Regions from separate parts of the Mus musculus genome. Here region 2 is linked to region 1. Evidence: chromatin contacts called from public HiChIP or PLAC-seq data. All regions are on one chromosome and are shown on one strand. The core of a region is the stretch at or near the end of the contact, and the rest is flanking DNA. Distances in the headings are between cores, read along the strand shown.

Region 1 (4,842 bases), core at 1,048-3,547:
ACCTGCTTCCAGCCTCTGTGTCCAGTGCAAGAAGCCTGCGGCCCTCTGGCTAGCATGAGTCAGATTGGCCTTGCATATGCTGACAACATTCCCAGAGCTCTAGCTAAGTCCACTTGTCTGCACCTGCTGGGAGGAGCAAGAGCCTGCTGGTGGAAGCTCATGTCTGCAGAATGCCAGGAGGGTGGTGGCGCTCTAAGACAATCACTTAGGATGAGGAAATGCCCATAGTCACTGCACTTCATGAAGCCACAAGCTAACCTGGGCATCCCTGGGTGGGATCTGCAGTCCAGGTCTCACCTGCATCTCCCCATCCTGTCTCCTGAGTGACTTCAGCCTGGAGCCAGCCAGTGAGTGACAGCAGATAGATACTCAGCACCATGCTCTCTCTCTCTCTCTCTCTCTCTCTCTCTCTCTCTCTCTCTCTCTCTCTCTCTCTCTCCAGATCACATTGGGAGTGTGAGCATCACTACTCCAGAGCAGACAATTCAGAAAGCCCGAGGGGAAACTGTCCATCTGCCCTGCACGTTCACCCTTAGCCCTGAGGACCATGGACCACTGTTCATTGACTGGATGCAGCTTACTGGACCTCAAAATGAGGTGGTGAACCGCATGGTGAGTATGCACTGTGCCTGCTCACTCTCACTAGGCAGGTGTGGCATCGCAGCCTGAAGCCCCACGGCCCAGGCCTGTGGACATGGATAGAATGACCTGTGACTTCAGAGGAAGGGTCATCAGATGTCTGGAAGGTTTCAGAGGACAAGAGGATGCTGTGGACATTTAGAAAATGTGGTCTTGAACATGTGTAACAGGAGACAAGGAACAAGAGGGGTGTGCTGAGCAGGCTGGGCCGCAAGGGTGTGTGTGTGGAGTGTGTGTTCTAGGTCCTGTATATTTGTCATGTCAAGCTTCAGCCTCCCTAGTGACTGTCCTTGTTCTTACTTGATTTATTACTAAACCCTCTGAGGCAGCTGCGACACAGGAACATCCATGAATGAACACGTGTGTGAACCTGTCCAGTCCCACCGACCCCGTCTCTAGTACAGGACTATGGTATTTAATTATGTTAGAAGTTATTTAATCACACTGAAACCTGGCTGTCCATTCATAATGGGAGTATGGAGGCCAAAGGTTTGGCTCAGCACTTAAGAGCACGGGGCTGCTTTCCCAGAGGACCCAGCGGTATGGCTTCTCTCAACTGTCTGTCACTCCGACTCCTGGTGGCCCGGCACTCTTCCCGGCCGGCCCCCGAGTGCTGGGGTTATAGGTGAACGCCACCACACCTGAGCCAGCCTAAATATGATTTAAAACAATAATAAAAACAACAAAGCTTTAAAATAGTAATAATAATAGAGGTACAGGGACTGCATCCCAGGTCCACATGGACCCAGTTCTAGCTCATCATTCTGTGTTTTTATTAGTGTGGGTTTTTGTATAACAACTCCCTCCCTCCCTCCCTCCCTCTCTCCCTCCCTCCCTCCCTCCCTCCCTCTGTATATAATGAAGTATGTGTGGGGCAGATGTGTGTGTATGCGCAGCGTATGTGTGTGGGCATGCCTTTATCTGTGGAAACTGAAGGATGAGGTTAGGTGTCACCCGCCCTCTTTCTCCATCATGTGTTTTGAAATATGGTCTCTCACTGAAACTGGGGCTCACTGATGGCTAGACTGAGTGGCCAGCAAGTGCCTGGGGTTGCCCGCCCTCCAACCCCTTATTCTAGTGGTGGGCTTCATGTCTGTGAAATCATGTCTGCCTCTTCCATTGGCTCTCAGGGCCCTAACTCGGGTCTCTGTCATCTGAGCCAGCTCACCAGCTCTCTTTACTTTCTCTTTCATTTCTATTTCTTAAAAAAAAAAAAAAAAGTTTTATGGTAACATGGTATATGCATAGCATTACTGAAAGTTTTTTTTTAGATTTATTTTTTATTACATTTGAGTCTCTTGAACTGCATGCGTGTCTAGTGTCTGTGGAGGTCAGAGGGGATATTAAATCCCATGGAATCTGAAAGTTACGCTGTGAACTGCTTTGTGGGTGTTGCAACCTGATCTTGGGTCCCCTGATGAGAGCTACATGCTTCTAACCACAGAGCCACTTCTTCAGCCCACGTTTGTTTATGTTCTCTTTCTGCTTCTTTTAAATTTTAGTTTATTGTATATTTAGCAGACAAGATTTACGACAACTTCTATCAAGATATGAAAGGACGTGTGCAATTTACAAGTAATGACATCAGGTCTGGTGAGGCATCTATAAATATAACTGATGCTCGGCTCTCTGACGCTGGCACCTATCAGTGTGGAGTGTCCCATGCCTTTGGTACTGCCAAGGGGACCATTCAGCTGACAGTTGTTGGTAAGTTACTGTAGTGGGTAGAGAGTGCGCCTTCTCAGTAACAGGGTGAAATGTCACAGTGCTGAAGTCACAGAACTTACATAAAACAAACGGTGTTTTACAGTAATAATGGGATCTGTTCATTTTCACTGCGCTAGGAGTAAAACCTGGGCCTCATGCTTGCTAGGAAAGAGCTCTGTCCCTAGTCCTAGCATTATGTCACCTTCTGAAGTATTTCTAAGGTCCTCACATAGCTTAAAACGTAAAGCTATCACATGCATTTAGATCAGAGAAAAACAGGAAGTGACTAACTTCTTTGCAAAGTTCATGATGATTTTCAATATAAATGAAATTGTATTGTGTGAGAAAGAACCCGAGCTGCACCGTGCACTGCGGCTGTCGTCCTTGTCTTCTGACTTGCCCTGAGAATTAAATCGATTTCATCGCCCCAGTCTACTCTGTGGGTACCGAAACAGAGAGTATAAAAAGCTTTCACCGTGGCCACGCCTGTCGGAGTCATCCCTCCGGAGATGTGAGGGAGCGCTCTGAGCTTGCGTTTTCATGGATCGAGACAAATGTGGTCTCTGTGGTGAAGAGCTGGGTGTTTAGAATACTGGGGCTGGAACAGAGGACGAAAACCGACGGGTCGGAGAAGCCAGTGGGTATCAGGCAGTGATGTTACAGCCCTCGTGTCGCTGTTTTCATTTTTAAAATGGAGGATGGGGTGGGCTGGGAAGTGCACAGCTCTCGCTGATGGCCAGGAGGACAATAGGACTGCTTTATGATCGTCAGGCTGCAAAGTTTCCTCTCTGTGGACCAGTGCCCAAGTTCAGAAATCGGAAAGGTGACAGCTCGAAGTACACTGGACCTTCTTCCTGTAGCTAACTTGATGCAGGCGGATGGTGACAAGTGCTCTGTTATGTCAGTTTTAAGATCCCTTTTTTGAGACCTAGGGTCTCATGATTTGGAAGATTGTTGAGGACACGTGTTTAGTAGGAATTTCTGATTGGTACAACCCTAGATGTAGACAATCAGGGCCCCTCCCATATCCGCAGGCCTACTATGGCACCTCCCACATACACAGGCCAATGTTCCCTGTTCCTTTTTGGATGAACCTTATTTTATGGATTCATCCAGGGGAGAGGTGAAGAAGAGTCCCACGTGGAACTCGAGAGTTTTCTGAATGCTGTACCCCTCTAGAGCAGGAGTGTCTGCACAGAGCTAGGTAGGAGAAAGCACACTGTGCTGGTCACAGGCAGTATGGCGGTGGGAGGTTGGGGGAGGAGGGTTATGGTGTCTTCTGCGAGCAGCAGCAATGAGTGCAGACTCTAGTCAAAGGTACTCTGTCTGGCCTGAGTGCTGCCAGGTAAAAATATCTCCTACAGTGTGGAATAAGTGAGCAGAATGAGCGACCATAGTTCTCAGTCTCACTGCTCCAAGCACTTCTTGGCACTCCTCAGTACATTTAGTGCCATTTCTCTTATCAGTTTCTACTTCATGTGTTTACTTATGCATATATGTGTGTATGTATTCTTATTACAGTTGTGTGTGCTCAAGTACCATGGCATATGCTGGAGGTCATAAAAGAACAGATAGTTGATTTGTCCTTCCATTTGTGTCCCAGGGATCAAATTCAGGGTGTATTGATGGTCAACAAATGCTTTATCCACTGAGCCATCTCAGCGGTCCCATTTGTGTTTTCTAATAAGGACAGTGTACATTCTTTAAATTATTTCAAGATTTGTTTTGTGTGTTTCCCTGCATGTATGTGTGTCTGCACCACAGGCATGTCAGATGCTCTCAGAGGTCAGGAGAGGGTGCCAAGCGCCCTGCAACTAGCATTAAGGTTGAGCCTTCATATGGACACTGGGACTCAAACCTGGGTCCTCTCTGGGGTAATAAGTGTTTTTAATCACTGAGAGATCTCTCAAGCCCCAAGGGTCGTATACACTCTTAACTGTGCTATTGATATATTTTTAAGGGTCTCATTTTGTAGCCCTCGCTGATCTTGAACTTAGGCTCCCTCTGCCTTTCCTCCTAAATGTTTGGATTAGGTGTTTGTATTTGTAAGTGGTTTGCATTGTTGAGGCTTTAAAATATATTTCTAATTTCATTAGCATATGTAAATTTTGCACTACTATACACAGTTGCTTTTCCTAAGCAGATGCCTTTTTTTTTCAGGCTGATCATCTGCCCCAGAGGTTACATCAATTGAACTTTTAATTAAGTTCTGCTGATTCCTTGCTCCTGTATCTTCAGTGAAATGTGCCTTGTGCTCCCACACGTCATCAACCTAAAAAGAAGTCCTTAGTGAGGATAAACTAGTGTTTCATAATTTTGTTTCCTTTTTCTCTTTCTTCAGTTCCTTCTGTATTCAAGGGGTTAAGGAACCCGGGGCAATTATCTTGGAGACGTAATTTTTCTGGATATCAATCAATAAAAGCAAATATGATTTGAATTTTGAGTCTTAGAAAAAAAAACCAAAACAAAACTAAGTCCTTCAAACAATATTGCTTT
Region 2 (4,842 bases), core at 1,663-4,162, 380 kb before region 1:
GTTTGCCATTTCCTGTGACTCTTTGAATTTCCCCCCTGCCCCTTACCCCCCTCCCTCTACACTGCCCCCAGGTATAACTAGGAGGCTGGGTGGGAGCTGCAGGCATGCTGTGGAGATCAGGAATCCTAGTACCTCAGAACCCCAAGCTTTCAACATACCCAACACAGCAAAGAACAAGCCCCTCTTTCTACCACTGCCCTTGATATTAGAGGCCCCGAGACAGCACCCCAAAATAGCCAAGTATGGTCCCTGGACTCAAATTCCAGAGACACTGTGTGTGTGTCTTCCAAGACCCATAGCCTGTGGTCTTCAAGTGCCAGCAGCCTTGAGCAGACTCATGGACGTTCGTTCCTTTAACACCGTATTCACTTCACGTTGGATGATGGAAGCTGTTTCCTGGCTCTGTCCCTGCCAGATCCAATCCAGTTTCTAAACCTTTAACATCGCCAACAGTTAAACCCCTGTCTTCAGTACCTTATGCCGGTGACTCAGAGGCTGTTGGTCAGCTATGAATCAGACCTAGGCCTTTAATAGTGCCCTTGTTTGCCACCTCTTGGCCCCCTGCCTTGTGCACACCCCTGCACACACCCCCACACACCCCGCAGCCTGAGTTCATCCTTCTTTCTCCCCACAGCCCTCACCTCCCGTTTGTGTTGGCAGTTGATGGCTTTCCCAAGCTGCCGTGTATTGCTTAGGGAGCTGTGGCACCAAAAGACCCTTGGGCCTCAGAAATGTTAACAGAAAACACGTAAAAGCTTTGGCACACAGTTGGCCACTTATTTTATCTAAAATATGAAAAAGAAAAATAAGCACAGATGCCAGCTCCATTATAAAGCACGGCGGGCTTACGGTATGAATAAATCTAGTCGCCGCTGGATGCCGGGGGATTCTCATTTTTCTCTTCCCTTCCTCTCTGCCTTTCCTGCACTAAGAGATGCCACACAGCCTGGTCTCCTTGGGTGGCCAGCACAGCAGCACTCTCAAGCTGTCCCTCCAACCTAGGGCTGTCAGAGACTTGGGAGTCCCAGAGAGAGGACAGAGGAAGCAAAAGGCTTGCTCTGACATTGTCTTTGCTTCCTTCATTGTTCCAAAGGCAACAGGTTCCAGAGAAAAACCAGAAGAAGAAAAAGAAGACAAAATGGCGAGGAGACAGGGCCACCGGCACTCACAAACTGCAGTGTGTCATCTTGTGACAGCCTGAAGCCCTGGGCATAGCAACCGTGAACTGCCAGCCCCTGGGACCAGCCCACTGCCTAACTGCACTGAGAACCACTTCTAACTACAGCCCTTGGCTCTGGACTGGGCATTGGAAGGGAATGAGGGAGGAGGGGGCAGAAGCAGGCCGGGGCTGGCTTTGCTGCCTCTCCCAGGAGACAGGGCTACAGCTTCCAAACCTTTTGTGTGTTGACTGAGCCCAGTTCCCAGTCTCTTGGTGGGCTTGTTTCTTTTAACTCCATAGGGCTGGTTTGCTATGGAAGTGCTTACCCACATACAACGCACCAGACAAGCCATGAGCAAGCTTCCTCCCTGTCCCATCCCCAGTGTCTGAGCTCTTGTGTCTTTTGTAGATTTTTAAATTATTTGAGTAATGATTATTTTATTAAAGAGGTCTGTGCCCATTGCCTGGCGAAGCCCCAAGTCTTTGGCAGACCTCTGATAAATGTCTGCAATAGGGCTGTTGTCTTCTTAACCGAGTGTTCCTAGCAGTGCCAAACTCCATCCTGGATGAGAGGCAGAAGTAGGTGGAGTCTTATCAGAAGCCTGGGGTCAAACCCAGGAAGCAAACAGACCCCAGAGACTGGAGAGAGGGGGTGGATTTACCTGGAGGGCTTTGGTACAGTTGAAAACAAACAAACAAACAACGGCAGAGATTAGAAAACAACCCCCCTCACTACTACACCCCACCCTCAATCCCACCCCCACTGAAGTGAGAGCTAGCTGGGACCGGTTCACCCCTGAGGGGATTTCCTTTCCTTGAGTGTGTGGTGAGGCCAGTGACTGGCTTTGCAAAAGGACTCATTTGCTTTCCATGCTGTGGGTAAATTCTATGTTCAGATATGGACAGTGTCCCTGTTTGCTCTCAGACTATGTATTCCTGTGCCTCTGACACAAACTTAGGGACATGTTCAAGGAGGTGGATGTGACACCATCCAGAAAGCTCTGAACTGAAAGTGCTCAATACTATTATCTCAGAAGCCCCAGGACCTGAAGCCATTTCCACCCGAGTCAGCTGACCATTACCTTTATAAGTCCAGCCGATGAGCAAACCCCTTCTAGCAGGTACGGCTGCGGCTGCCTTTCGGTACACACTTTCTTTGCGCTCTTAGGTCAAAGGGGAAGAAAGCTGAGCTGAGGACATGATCCACACACTCATTTGAGCAGGGACACCTCCCGCCACAATGCACTCCTCCCTCTCTGGTGCTGCTAGTGGGGTAGAGGGGCTTTTTCCAGCTAAGACCCGTATGGAGGAACAGCAAGAACAAAGTACACCCTGTGAGAGGGTTGGGAGTGGAGGTGGCTGGCGTAGTGAGTGAGGGCATCTGCCAGCTCACCTTGCAGAACGGAGGCTCCCACCAGGGGGCTGGGCCAGTGTGGAGAAGGGAACTCACGGAAGGAAATCCAAGGAAACCAGGCACCGAGTAGGGTGTCCAGCCTCGTGATTCCTTTCCAACCCAGAGAGTCCTAAATTGTTCACACGCAGGGTCATCAGGACAGAAGGCCCCATGCAAGGGACAACTCTGCTACAGAAGGAAATGACTGACGCTTTTGCTAGCTAGAGATCAAACTTCCTACTCACCAAACTGCCACCCGCCCCGATTTTTTTTTTTTTTTCTGTTCCTGAAAAGGATACTAGAGGGCATGTCAGATGAGGTATTCACCATTTCTCAGATCCGGTAATACTTATGAATATTTTCAACATGAAAAGAACCAGGCTTTCTCCAGCCCTGGGCTCCCTAAGCCACACCCATAGCCACTGCAGCCCAGAGAGAGGAAAGATGGAAGGGAGGGTCAGGATGCTCTACACTCAGGGCAGCAGCCACTGCCAGAGAAGCCATGTCCTGCCACCTGCTACCGGCACACCCTCACTTCCGTGGACCAGCCAGCGCCTCTCCTGTGCCGAGTGGAGACTCTTCCCGGAAGCAGACTAGACCAAAGCCCTGAGGAGTGAGTCACACAGCTGACCAGAAGGGAGGCTCCCAGCGCCCCCACCCCTCTCAGCAGAAGCAGTGCATTCAGGTTCGTCATCCAGGGCATCCATTCTAAACTGCCCATGTCCTAAACTGACCCCACACGCAGGTGGACAAAATGGCCGACTTCTGGCCATCTCTGGTCCAGGGCTTTCATCTTCCACAATCCTGTTTCCCCCACGTGTGGCATGGGTAGATGACACTCCAGAATTAGAAATGAGCCCTCTGACAGAGTTTCCAGGGAGGCCGAGTAAAAGATGCTCAGTGCATCTCCATCGCCAGCTGACAGGGGACGTCAGGAGACCTGGTTGGCTGTGATACCGCATGACCGAGGACCCCTTGGGTCTGTACTGAGCTCTCATTCCGAGGTTCCCTGTAGTTTTTTCAGAAATGTGTGTTCCCATCACATCTGATGTATACCTTCCCTGCAATCCCCTCACCTCTGCCTCTCTTGTGTGCCGATTTTCTTCCATTACTCTGCCACCTCTTTATAGGTTCATTTGCCCCCCCCAGCCATCCCCTCTCCCCCAGTATGGGGCTATGCTATGGCCCCCTCCTTCCCAAGCACCATGCCACACAGGGAACATCTGGATGCTCCCCTTAGGAGCTCCTCACACCCTTCCATGGCTCTTGCTGTGGAGTACCTGATTGGATGCGTGTGACCTGTCTTGCCTGCCAGGAGACATGACCCACTGACCATGCCAGCTCTAACCCCAAAGCCCCTCAGAGCCATCACACTAAGTCCAGAGCCGCAGAGGGGTCCCTCCTTTTAGCAGCCCACCTGGTTGGAGAGTCCACATTGGGTCAGGTTTACCCACAATGCCAGATACTTGAAACAATGAGCCCTTTGCGTGACAGTATTAGCAGGTGGCAGTTGTCGTGTGAGGAGCGAGAGTGATGCCTGGACATCTTGTTGACGCTTGAGCCTTTTATGTACTTTTTATCAAGTCTTTGTGTATCTCTACTTATTAATAAAGAAACAATCAGAGATCCTGCCTTATTTCCTCTTCCCCAAACACTGCCCGTTTTGCGAGCTTTTAGTTCTTTACTGAAACACCCACCTCTTCCAGAGCACAGCCTTGGGCTTAGCCAAACCTAAAGCAAAGAGGAAGCACACTGGTGGCCATGCAGGTATCTTTGCCTGCAGGAGCCTGTAGAGAGGAGACTATCTTATGTCTGTACGGATGGGGCACCTGTCAATAATAAATCTGATGGCCTATGCTGTGGCAGGAATAGGGGGTGGGACATCCAGAAGACAGAAGGAGTCTGGGGGAAGTGGCAGGCAGGAGCTTCACCAGGGAAGATGTGACGAGACGATCACATGGTACCCGAGCACAGATAACCAGCTACGTGGCAGAAAGTAGATTAGAATAAATGGGTTATTTTAAGTTATAGCTAGTCAGAGAAGAGCCTAGCTATATGGCCGAGGTATTTGTAAATATACTTTGAGTCTGAGTGTGATTTCTGGGAGCATGGTGCTGAGAGAAGGAACCAGACTTTTTTTTTTTTTTTTCATCCTCAGCAGCTTGCCATGTGCCCTTCTGCCTTTCATGGGAAACTGTTTACTTGTGTTCAAAATGGAATTCCTGACCATCCATCTCTCATGCCTGTTTCACCCAGCTCCTTGCTTCCCGTTCTCGGCCCCTAAGTCTTG

What was found. HiChIP or PLAC-seq counts read pairs in DNA pulled down with a chosen protein or histone mark.
Region 2: a contact with region 1 is called in an H3K4me3 HiChIP or PLAC-seq map of bone marrow-derived macrophages, with 4 times the contacts expected there. The contact joins two enhancer-like sites. A contact is called at or near these places in 1 of 15 datasets of contacts at CTCF or cohesin (large pre-B cells), 1 of 484 Hi-C or Micro-C datasets (bone marrow-derived macrophages) and 3 of 115 datasets of contacts at active chromatin or transcription factors (bone marrow-derived macrophages, embryonic stem cells and large pre-B cells).

What each region holds. Positions count from the first base shown.
Region 1 is chr9:99,006,731-99,011,572 of GRCm38.p6, reverse strand. It overlaps Gm1123 (predicted gene 1123), which reads left to right. Exons shown (of 8, transcript NM_001080776.1): 6 at 443-612; 7 at 2,142-2,346; 8 at 4,507-4,608. The coding sequence ends at 4,511. Among named protein-coding and RNA genes, the nearest start is that of Faim, 23 kb to the right of the region's middle. Within about 2 kb of position 2,297, at least 55 of the 459 cell types and tissues checked have an H3K27ac peak or open chromatin away from gene starts, as enhancers often do. A contact at or near this core is called in bone marrow-derived macrophages, where this site is marked.
Region 2 is chr9:99,384,756-99,389,597 of GRCm38.p6, reverse strand. Mras (muscle and microspikes RAS) reads left to right here. Exons shown (of 6, transcript NM_008624.3): 6 at 1,094-4,178. The coding sequence ends at 1,193. Among named protein-coding and RNA genes, the nearest start is that of Esyt3, 29 kb to the right of the region's middle. Within about 2 kb of position 2,912, at least 19 of the 459 cell types and tissues checked have an H3K27ac peak or open chromatin away from gene starts, as enhancers often do. A contact at or near this core is called in bone marrow-derived macrophages, where this site is marked.